2 separate regions of the Mus musculus genome follow, and region 2 is linked to region 1. Evidence: chromatin contacts called from public HiChIP or PLAC-seq data. All regions are on one chromosome and are shown on one strand. Each heading gives the region's core, a stretch centred on a gene start, on an enhancer-like site or on the middle of the called end of the contact. The rest is flanking DNA. Distances are from core to core; before and after follow the strand shown.

Region 1 (5,726 bases), core at 1,012-3,511:
TGGATGGACTCAATAATGTGTAAGAGTTACTCAGGTGGTACTGGTTTTGAAGGCATGAAGGGATCACACAGAGCAGCTGAGGCTCAGCACTGCCTCAGTGCCATGGAAGGCCGTTGGTGAAGATGCAGCCTCAGTTGCAATTGACACCCCAGGACTGAAGGGGTCATGCAGTGTTTTGGAGATGCCAGTACCATGAGATGACCACCAAGAGCAGCAGCAGTGGAGTACAGGCATCTGGAGCCTAGAGGACATGTGTGTGCTACAAAGGGCATGGCTGGAGAAGTGACCCCTAGCCCTTGGAGAAGCCCAGAAGATCGTGAGTTGGATCCCAGACACTGGATGGTTGGAGATTGATTTTTGCTTTTGATTGTGACTGTGCCCTGATATTTTCCCTCTTGAAGGAAGAAACTATTTTAGTGGAGCCCACAGTTAAGAGACTTTTAATTGTAAAAAGACTTTGGGTTTTAAAAGAGATGGATATTTTAAAGAGATTGAAAATTTAAGAATATGTAAAGACTGTGGGACTTTTAAAGTTATTAGATCTTGGGGATGAATAAGAATGTAAGGGTTTAGGCTTACTAGTGATGTGTTTGTGTGTCAAGTTGACAAGGGGTCAATTGTACTGCCTAGTTTTATGTCAACTTGACACAGCTGGAGTTATCACAGAGAAAGGAGCTTCAGTTGAGGAAATGCCTCCATGAGATCCAACTGTAAGGCATTTTCTCAATTAGTGATCAAGGGGGAAAGGCCCCTTGTGGGTGGGACCATCTCTGGGCTGGTAGTCTTGGTTTTATAAGAGAGCAGGCTGATCAAGCCAGGGGAAGCAAACCAGTAAGTAACATCCCTCCATGGCCTCTGCATCAGCTCCTGCTTCCTGACCTGCTTGGGTTCCAGTCCTGACTTCCTTGGTGATGAACAGCAGTATGGAAGTGTAAGCCAAATAAATCCTTTCCTACCCAACGTGTTTCTTAGTCATGATGTTTGTTCAGGAATAGAAACCCTGACTAAGACACCAAGTAACCTTGCTTTCTGTTGCTTCTGTTCTTGTGTTTGCCTCCTGCCATCTGATTATCTCAAGTGCTGCTGCCCTCAATATATCTGATTGGAGCCTGTCCTTCCTGTAATTCCAGTTGATTCAGGACTCCTCAGAGTCCAGCTTTCTCTGTGATCCTGTGATTCCAGAGCTTGTAAACCTGAGATTCTGGGTGTGTCAGAGTTCTTGGCAGTCAAGCTTCCTCTGAGACCCTCAGATCCTGGTGTGACCAAGCTCCTGGGATGCTGTGATCCTGGAATCCTAAGATCCTTGGCCTGTTACAGTACTTGGAAGTGGAGTCTCTTCTGGAGACTGTGGGGCTGTCTTGTGTGTTTGAAACCAAGGTGTACCAGCACTAAGCAGAAGGAACCTGAACTGCTGGTCAGGCAGGGCTCCTGTGTCCTTGCTCCTGCTATCACAGGCCCGTCACGGTCAGTGATTCTAAGATCCTGGATGTGCTAGAGCGCCTTCGGCGTGGAGAGTCCTCTGGGGAGCTCCGGACCATCCGTCCAGTTGGCACCCAAGGTCTCTTCAGCTTTTTACAAACAGGCCATATGGTGCCATGACTCAGATTTAGGAACTCTGCAGATTTGCATGCCACCCCAGCTACTACATGGAGATTCATGCTGGCTAGCTCAGAACAGGTCAGAGTTACTGTCAGCATGATCCCAGGGAAGAGTTCTTGAGCTCGGAGCTACCCCTCTGTTGTCTTTGAGAATGGGAGACAGTCAGTCTTTCACTGGCCCTCATTCTAGGACTTCTTCCCTTGGGTGAGATTCCCTCTCCTTTTGAGACAGTTTCTTTCTCTCTGCTGAGAAATTTCCAGGCTTGGGTAAACTGCTCTCTCTGGCTCAGGAGCACGGGCGCCAAGCATTAGCCCTCAGGCCCCCACGTGATGACCTGGCCGTCTGGCCTAGGCTGGAATCTCTCTTGGGTTGTTAATGCCCTCAGGACACTGGTAGGGGCAGTTAATAACCCTTTTCTCTCACTTGGGGTCAGTCTTAGTGGGATGTCTTGGTCTAAAGCAATATCTGCATGGCAACTAGACTGACACTTTCTCTCTAGGGACCCATAGTCTCTTTCCCCTACCCCTCCCTCATTTGCAGTCTGCTGCAGCCACTAGTTCAGCCAGTTCACCTAAAAAAATGGGTCTGGCCCCACCCCTTGCGTCCTGCCAGGGCCCCCATCTGTGAGACTTGCTTTCCCACTTGCGAGAGCACACTAGGGAGCCCCTCCCTCCCTCCCTCTTTCTCTTTCTCTCTCTCCCTTCCTGCCGGGGACTTATAAAATGATGTCTAGCTGCGCCACAAGAATAACGTGCAGGTCGCTGGAATACAGAACAGACTACTTTGGGGGCTTCTCGTCCCCCACCCACCACGGACTCCTTCTGCCGAAGCACTGGGCCACAACTTCTGGCTGCTAGTAGGAAGTCCCACCCCATACCCGGTCAAAGTAAACAGACTTCCTGCTGCCTCTGCCTAGAGCCACTGCTGCCTGACACACTGTTCCCACTGCTGCAGCAGCTTGCAACCACCACCCCGCCCGTTCAGCAGCAGGAGCGCACACGCCATTATCGTGGCTCCTAGCAATCTGTACTCAGGGCTACAGGCTATGTACCCGTTCCACTCCACCTGAGTGCACGCCTGGTACCTCAACTGCACACGTACATGCATGCACCAGCCACTCCCTCGCTCCGCAGACTAACCATTCCCACGGCTTGCCTGCCAGCTTTAAACTTTCATTCCTGTCCTGTCTTGATCGATGGTGTCTTTTACTACTGCCATTGAATGATAGTGTGCTCTATTCAGATATAACCAATCGATATAGCCCTCCATCTTATCAGAAGTCTGCTAATTATTAAGATTATTACAGACAGAATTCCCGACGCCTCTAACAGTTAACCCCACCAGGTCTCAGAAGATGAGGACACAACTACAAGATACTGCTGAGATTGTGATATGATAATAACTGAAAAATGCAGTGGACAAAAGTGGATGCTCTGAGTCAAATGACTTAGCTAAATCAAGGTAAACCATTTCTCATATCACACTTATCCATTCCACAGAGAAAAGGCCCTGTGTCTTCTGCTCTTGAAAGCCAGACTGACTGCCCATGTTGCCATGGAGACCGTGGAGAGCACGGGGACTCTTAGCTAGTGGACTCTGTCATTTTTTAAATAATATGACTGGTAGATTATTCTTTCTCACACTTCCGACTACACTGACAGCTAAGCTAACTGTAGCTTGACAGCTAGAAAAAGCTTCCCCAGATGTCATCTGTTATCTCCTTACCTAAACTCTGTTTCCATTCATTAAATGCTTCATGTTTCCTCTTCTTGCTATGCCACTGCCCTAATATTATTCAAGTTCTTATAAACTTGCCTAATTCTAACACAACATTCCACTATACTATCCAACTTTTTAATCACAGATTCTTGTTCCTTCTGACTCACAAAAGGCTCATCTTAAAGACTATTCATGGTGTTAACTCTTGTTGTTATCTCTTTTGTAAATTTATAAGCTGGAGGAAACCCACTCAGATCTACCTCTCATGGACCAGATAGACTCCACTCAGATAAGTCCATCTGCCCAAAGTTCCCTCTTACTACTTATTATTCCAGAGGGTGGGATTCCTCTGGGATTCAACTGTACATCTAAGAAAAAAAAATTTTACTTTCTCCCAAGCACACTTAATCTTATTCTCTACCTATAATAATGTGTTTCAACACCCTGTCAAGTCCAGGCGCTTACTACACCCAGGACAGCTCCACAGAGGCAGCCTCCAGATGCTCCATCTCCTGTCACAGACACAGACGCGTCTAATACACCCAGGACAGATCCACAGAAGCAGCCTCCAGGTGCTCCATCTCCTGTCACAGACACAGATGCGTCTAATACACCCAGGACAGCTCCACAGAGGCAGCCTCCAGGTGCTCCATCTCCTGTCACAGACACAGACGCTTCCACTACACCCAGGACAGCTCCACAGAAAGCCTCCAGATGCTCCATCTCCTGTCACAGAGACAGACGCTTCCACGACACCCAGGACAGCTCCACAGAAACCCTCCAGATGCTCCATCTCCTGTCACAGACACAGACGCGTCTACTACACCCAGGACAGCTCCACAGAAGCAGCCTCCAGATGCTCCATCTCCTGTCACAGACACAGACGCGTCTACTGCCTTTGTTCCTTCTGACCTATCCTCAGATGGCTCCACAGACTCTGGACAGCAGAAAACAGCCCACTCTCTCCTAAAACTGGACAAACATCCCCCATACCCTTTTTTCTAGGTTCCCTAGAGACACGTCGCCCCCAAAGCCAGCCGGAAGTAGTCAGATATCACAATGATCCTATTCCTGCTTCACCATCGCCTCTTTCTAATTTTTTCTTTCTTAATTAAACCAAAATGGAAGAATGTTAGCATTCTGTCTAACCTCCACCCCACAGTTACCTAGCAAGGTAAGTAGGTAGCCTGACCCACTATAAAAGGGGCTGCTTGCTCCCTCCTCCGTCTCTTGCTTCTCTCTTGCTCTTGTCCCCTCCTCCCTTCTTGCTCCCTGACCCCTCACCCCTTCCCCTTCCCTTCCCCTCCTCTCTCCATGTGGTCATGCCCAGCCTCCCTCCTCCTCCTCCTCCTCCTCCTCCTCCTCCTCCTCCTCCTCCTCTTCCTTTCTTGCTCCCTGTCCCCTCGCCCCTTCCCCTTCCCTTCCCCTCCTCTCTCCATGTGGTCATGCCCAGCCTCTCTCCTCCTCCTCCTCCTCCTTCTCCTCCTCCTCCTCCTCCTCCTCCTCCTCTTCTTCTTCTTCCTCTCTCTCTCTCTCTCTCTCTCTCTCTCTCTCTCTCTCTCTCTCCCCCTTTCTCTGCCTCTACTACCCTAACTCCCCTCCCCATTCCCTGAATAAACTCTGTTCTTTACTATACCATCATGTGGCTGGTCCCTCAGGGGGAAGGGCTGCCTTGGCATGGGCCTGCTGGGACATCCCATTCCCCCTTACCTCTCCACCCCTCCATATCTTTAACTTTTTATAAACACATCACTGTCTGCAGAAACTGAGGGCCCAGGTCTTTGGAGTCCTCCTCCGGTCCACTGCTCTGTATCCTGAAAGCTACCACTCAGGTCCCTAGACCTCCAGGCTTGCTGGAAAGGACTGTGGGTAGCTTGCTGACTGTGGATACACTCTTCTCTAACTTGGCTGTGTGGGACTCCTTTGCCATGTTGGCTTACCTGGAGGAGCTGCAGATGCTGCCCCAGTGCCCCTCACCCTGGCCACAGGTTCCTCTGCTGCAAGCTACTAGGACTACATTGCATCTCTGTGATGGCTCAGTGGATCCCAGCTCCAGTGTGGGAGGCTGCCTCTGTGGGACTCTGGGTGGCTGTGTTTGTGTCCAGGGAGCAGCCCTGACATCTTGGGGATGCTGTCTCAGGGGATGAGCCCCCTGGAATTGGTGCTGGAGATATTTGCTGTCCTCCTGAAGACTCTGGAGAGCCCGGAGTCCAGCGCCATCATCCTAAAGGCCTTCCAGGCCACACTCAGATGGCTTCAGAACCCACACAAGACTCCCAACAGCTCTGATCTCAGTCTTGATGCCCTGCTGTTCCTCAGAGATCTATTCCCCATGCTACAGAAGTGCCTGTGCAGCCCATGTTGGCAGGTGAGCGACTCAGCCCTGGAGTTCCTGAGGCGTCTGGTCC
Region 2 (5,726 bases), core at 1,649-4,148, 300 kb before region 1:
TATTATTAAATACCACTACTATTTGTTATTATTTTATTTATATAACTTCATCTTATTAAGCTTTGGATTAACATACAAAGTAATGAGTTTCATTGTGGTATTTTCACATACACTTGCACACTTGCACACTCACACACGCACTACAAACTCATCACAGTTTATTTTTATTTCTTCCCTCTTTCTCACTGGCTTCTCCCAGGGTCCCCTTCAGTCCCCCAGACATTTTCCCTCTGCTTTCCTATCATAGCTCTTCTATTACCCTTTCTCTGCTTCCCTTCTGCTTTACAGAATTACTTATTTAGTGTTTTCATCTGTATAAGTATGTGCCTGGGAGGCTATGAAACCGTGTGCGTTTCAGGAGTCCATGGAGGGAGAAGTGGGATTACAAGCAGTTGTGAGCCCCTGCTATGCTGTAGATGCTGGGAACCAAGCCTTGGTCCTCTGAGAGAGCATTGAGAGCTCTCAGCCACTGAAGCTTCCGTCCAGCCCCGCCCTGCTGTTTTAATCCTTAAGTCTAAAATCCTGGACAATTTTTTATGGTTATTTCATCAGAAGACAGATCCAGAGTCTAACATGATCTCAGAACATGCAGGTGCCTTCACGAGGACCCAGAGCCCCATTACTCAGCACTATATTCCACCTTTTCTTTGTCTTCAAACTTGGATAATTTGTTGGATCTTGTTGTAACAATGAGGTAACCACGCTTAGGCACACTTCCAATTCCAACTAGTTACATGTTCCTCAATAGCTGCTTCTCAGGGTAGGGGATATCAGCTTAAAGGGAAAAGGACCATAGGAGAGCTCCCAGCATACACTACTGCTGCTGCTTCCTCTTCCTCTCCCTCTTCTTCTTCCTCCTCCTCCCCTCCCCCTCCTTTTTGTGGAGAGTGTCCAAGGGTAAGCTTTTCGGTTTATCTGAAAACATCTACAGTTTCCGGTAGGTAAAGACTAAGTTCTTTAGCCATCCCATCAGGTCTTCCTTCAGTGTATTTGGCCATCTTCCTAGCATTTCTTTCTGTGTATTTTAGATTTTAGACTTTTCTATATTAGGGAGAAGAGTTCATTTACACAATTATGAATGTATAAGACTAAAATTTGTAGCATTATATCAGCAAGCTGGAAACACAAAACAAACTGAAAAACAAACAAACAAATAAAACCAAAACAAAAACCAAATAAGATCAAACCAAACCAAACAAACAACCAAACAAAAAATACCAGCAGCAGCAACAATAACAACAACAATGGAACCTGCCTCTGAGATCAGAAGGCTGACTGATGGCCAGAATTCCTCCTTGCTTGGTGGAGGAAATCAGTGTTAGTCCTTTGCTCCATCAAGTGATTAGATGAGGTCAGTAAAAGTAATCTGATTTATGCAAAGTCTGTTCATTTCATTGTTGATGTCACCAAAGAGAACTTTTATTCTTTCTAACGCTCGCTCACACAGTGAAGGAAAGCTCTTGGGTAGAGTGTAATTTCGTGAGAGGAACTATTCCTGTGTGCTCCATGGGGTGACCTGTGTGCTCCATGGGATGACCTGTGTGCTCCATGGGATGACCTGTGTGCTCCATGGGGATGACCTGACTGTGAATCTTCTAAGAGAAATTCCCGTGCTCAGGCTTTGCTCTCAGTCTGATTTTGTTGCCATGGTGAATAATGGTCACTCATGTTTGAAAAGGCTTTCAGGCGATTCTAGCATGTTCTCTGCCAGGCCTGCAGATTGTGTTCACAGAGAAAGAAAGGAAAGGAAAGCTCTTTTCTTCTTTTTGTGCCGTGGTGTATCCCAGATATTGAGCGACACTGGACCTGCAGACAACCCACACGTATCTGAGTACATCCACCATTTCTCTACTTTGTGCACTATGGATTCTTGGAAGGCTCACTTCCTTCACTAATCTCACTCTTCCAGACTTATAAAATGGGGATAATACTAAACCTATTAATGGAGGTAGTTTTGAATGATATAAGAAATGGGGGAAAACACACACTAGATGCTCATAAAAGTAAAAACCTTCTCATTCCAAACTTTGGCTTCAGTCAGTTGCACAAGACTCAAAGCATGTCTGAAACATGTCTCCAGTGAATCCAGGATTTATGGACAATTAACCAATGGACACAGGAGTGAGTGAGCACAAGGGGTAAAGCCTGACAGTTTCTGTCTTAACCACAGCTTTTGGGGTCTACTATTGCACTCTGGGGCACAGGTAAAACAGTAACTGTAAATTGCAGGAAGTGTTGCAATCAGGTTTCTTAAAATGTTTCTGCCAGAACCTGCTGAATTAAACAAGAACAGTGGCCTCTCTTGTTAAAGAGAACACATAGTAATTAAGACGCTGGAATGAGTCAGATGAACTAGCTTGGTTGAAGCCTTGCTTGCAAGAGCATGCTTGATTTTTCACTGACATCAGGGACACTGAATTCAGTGTGTAAGGCAGGAGCTAAATGGGAGGAGGGAGAAAGAGACATACAAATAGTCCTTTCGTTTAACTATGGAGTGTGATATCTATATTTGTCTATGGAGTGCATGTGTTACACACACACTTTGGTAACATGCTCTGTCACACTTGTGATGTTAAAGAAAACCTGATCCACATGACAGGACCCTTAGCAAGTGAAACGTTACTTCTAATGCTACATTATTGCTAATATTCAATTTTAGTTTTCTTCTGCCTTGATAAGAAACCTGGAAGTCCCTGATTACCCTCTTTTTATTCTTCCTCATTGTATGCAGAAAACAAACACAAAGGAACAAGTGAGTTTCTCCAACGAGCACTCATACATCTGTTTGAACAAGCAATCCCCCAGAGGGAAAATGCTGTACTCTGTGGTCTTGCTTCAAAGGAAGCCTTGGTGTTCTGTGACTCAAGGAGGGCAAGTGGAGGCAGGCAGCTGTCCAATCCAGAGGAGTTCAGTCAACATGGAGGAGGTGGGGACATCCATCACAGAGAGCAGGGGACGGGAGGCTCTGGGCTTGCCATTTCTCAGAGGTGTCAGCTGAATGAAAAGTGATGTCAGGAACTCTGGAGGCACAGCTGATAACATGCTGGATCGTAGGCCTTACTGTAGACATGGCCTAGACCTGCCAGGTGAGCTGGGTGCTGTGAGAATTGGTGTCTGGATTATTTTGACATCGTCTTACAACCTGTGTACTACATACATTCTTTGCATTCATTGGAAGAGTTTTTCCCACTCCTGGGATCCGTGTCCGCAGACAGTCCCAGCTCATTCCCACCCCAATGCAGTTTTCAAACTGAGGTCATTACAGACCCAAATGACTTCTTCCAAAGTGTGAGACGGGGAATGCAGAAAAACCTGATTTTACACATTTTTTCCCCATGCCTGAGAAGGATAATCTAGGGCATATGCCATGTGTTGTGGTAGCATCTGGGTTTCTGCTTTTGGTATTTTAAATTTCATTTTATTTTAGAGGCAGGGTCTTGCCTTATAGACACAGGGTCTTTACATAATATGTTCTGGTCTGTGCCTCTTGTTCCCCTTTGCCTCTGCTTTCTGAGGACTGAAATGACAGGCACAAATCACCACAACCTGTTGGGACATCTTGTAGTCAACCTATTTCCTCAAAGAAATGTGAGGCTTGGATTTATCTGTAGAGTGTTATGTGTTCAGAGGTGTTCAGAGCTGAAGTCACAGGCTGGGGAGTGGGAAGATGGCCTGTTCCTTTTGAACATCATCTCTGTACCACTCCCGGTTCATTCTCCCAAGTTCACAGGGAGGGGACATCTTTGCTTCCTTCTTCTTCTAGAACTTGTTCCCTTGTCTCACATATTGTTCATACACAAACCCTCCCCTGCTCTACCAACCTCCATTCTGACAGCTCTCCCTGTGTCCGGTCCCTGTTTTAAATGGACCCCTGCTTCTGCCTCCCCTACAGCAAATTCAGTTTGAAAGTTGCTTTGGAGGTGGTCAGAATGAAAAGGAGCTGGGTATGCACAGAGCACAGGTGTGGGCGCTAGAACATCTGCATAGCAGCCCAATCCTCCGTCCATGGTGACCCAGCACAGGTGTGGGCACTAGAACATCTGCATAGCAGTCCCAGTCCTCCGTTCACGGTGACCCAGCACAGGTGTGGGCACTAGAACATCTGCATAGCAGCCCCAGTCCTCCGTTCATGGTGACCCAGCACAGGTGTGGGCACTAGAACATCTGCATAGCAGCCCAGTCCTCCGTTCACTGTGACCCAGCACAGGTGTGGATGCTAGAACAACTGCATAGCAGCCCAGTCCTCCATTCATGGTGACCCAGCCTCAATTCCTAGAGGCTTAAGTGAGTTCTTCAGTCTGACAGCACTGAACAACAGTATTTTCCAACAGATCTCTATTTTCTAGCTGTGAGTATGTGAACATTTGAGCTCTCCCTTGCATGGTTTCTGGCGGCTGAACTAGTATCTCCTCACCACAATCACCTGAAAAAACAAAGCTCGCCCTTCCAGTGAGCAGCTCCCACCTACTGCAGAAGCCGACACAGCAATCTTCTATTTCCATCCCCCAAAGCAACTATGAGGAGTGCCATATAGCTTAGCATTGACTATTCTGTGGTTCCTTGGAGAAACGATCCATTTCTTTTCCTTTTTGTTTCTAAATTCCAATACAGTATATGATCAAACTTCAATGAATTTGACTGATTTCATTTTAAATATGAAACAATATTGTTATGCCTTATGACAGTTGGACTCATAATTTATGGTTCTGGATTCCACCTCTCCCCTGGGGTGTCTGAATGCCACCATTACACTAGCTCAGAGGGGACTAGAATGTGTGAGGTCCATGGTCCAGATTCTGATTCTCCCTGGGGAAAGTCAGTTGCTGCCGCACAGGTGGCGAGTGCGTGCGTGCGTGCATGCGTGCGTGCAGTGGAGTCCTCGACAAAGGACTCAGGTCCAGCTGGGAATGCCGAAATAGTATTATGGCTCTTAGAAAAGGACTAAAGAGGTTCCCGTGCTGGGGTCCCTGGACAAGCCTTTGTGAGCTATGGGGGTCTGGTCAGGCACGTGGGTCCAAATATCCAATGATGAGTGCTTTGGGGGAGAGACTTTCCCCAAGTGTTGCAGCTCAGAACACAGACCGTCTCAGATGATCCTTGGTGACACAGCTTGTGCTCTTTATTCCACGTGACCAGGGACTCTATGAGACCAGGGAGTGAGATGGAACTTGGGGGTGAATGCATTCTATTGGCTGAGGCTAAGATGCTGGTGCTGCTCTATTTACTTGGGGAAGAAGTCCACATGCTGGGTTACATGACTAAGGCCGTGACCACCTGGTGAAACTCTACCCCTGGGCCCCCAAATAAATAAAAGGAACATCAAGTGAAACAATTAATTAGACCTTTAATTTTTACATTTTATAGTACTGTAGACAAAAACTAAAGAGGCTAGTGTTCAGGAAGATAAATAAATACAGATTTTCATTTAGTCATTATCACTTGACCAGAGTACATTACAGCTGTGGAAAGTGAGAAGTCAAATCTAGAGTTTAGTCACATATGAAATTTGTACAATATTTTCCTTGTTAGGTGAGGTCTCCTTATGTAGTGCAAGATGTTCTAGAATTCCTTATGCAGCTCAGGATGGCTTAGGATTCCTTATGTAGTTCTAGCTGGCCTGGAAATCTTTGTATAGCCCAGGCTAGTCTGGCCTGGAAATCCTTGTATAGCCCAGGCTAGTCTGGAACTTACGATTTTCCTGCTTTAGTCTTCTGAATGGTGTGATT

Evidence for each region. HiChIP or PLAC-seq counts read pairs in DNA pulled down with a chosen protein or histone mark.
Region 2: an H3K27ac HiChIP or PLAC-seq map of T-cell acute lymphoblastic leukemia shows a contact between it and region 1, with 5 times the contacts expected there. The contact joins two enhancer-like sites. A contact is called at or near these places in 1 of 484 Hi-C or Micro-C datasets (bone marrow-derived macrophages) and 1 of 115 datasets of contacts at active chromatin or transcription factors (T-cell acute lymphoblastic leukemia).

What each region holds. Positions count from the first base shown.
Region 1 is chr3:9,971,341-9,977,066 of GRCm38.p6, reverse strand. It overlaps the pseudogene Gm17877. Among named protein-coding and RNA genes, the nearest start is that of Fabp5, 38 kb to the left of the region's middle. Within about 2 kb of position 2,261, at least 175 of the 459 cell types and tissues checked have an H3K27ac peak or open chromatin away from gene starts, as enhancers often do. A contact at or near this core is called in T-cell acute lymphoblastic leukemia, where this site is marked.
Region 2 is chr3:10,274,758-10,280,483 of GRCm38.p6, reverse strand. It overlaps a transcript of Fabp12 not described here. Among named protein-coding and RNA genes, the nearest start is that of A930014E01Rik, 20 kb to the left of the region's middle. Within about 2 kb of position 2,898, at least 42 of the 459 cell types and tissues checked have an H3K27ac peak or open chromatin away from gene starts, as enhancers often do. A contact at or near this core is called in T-cell acute lymphoblastic leukemia, where this site is marked.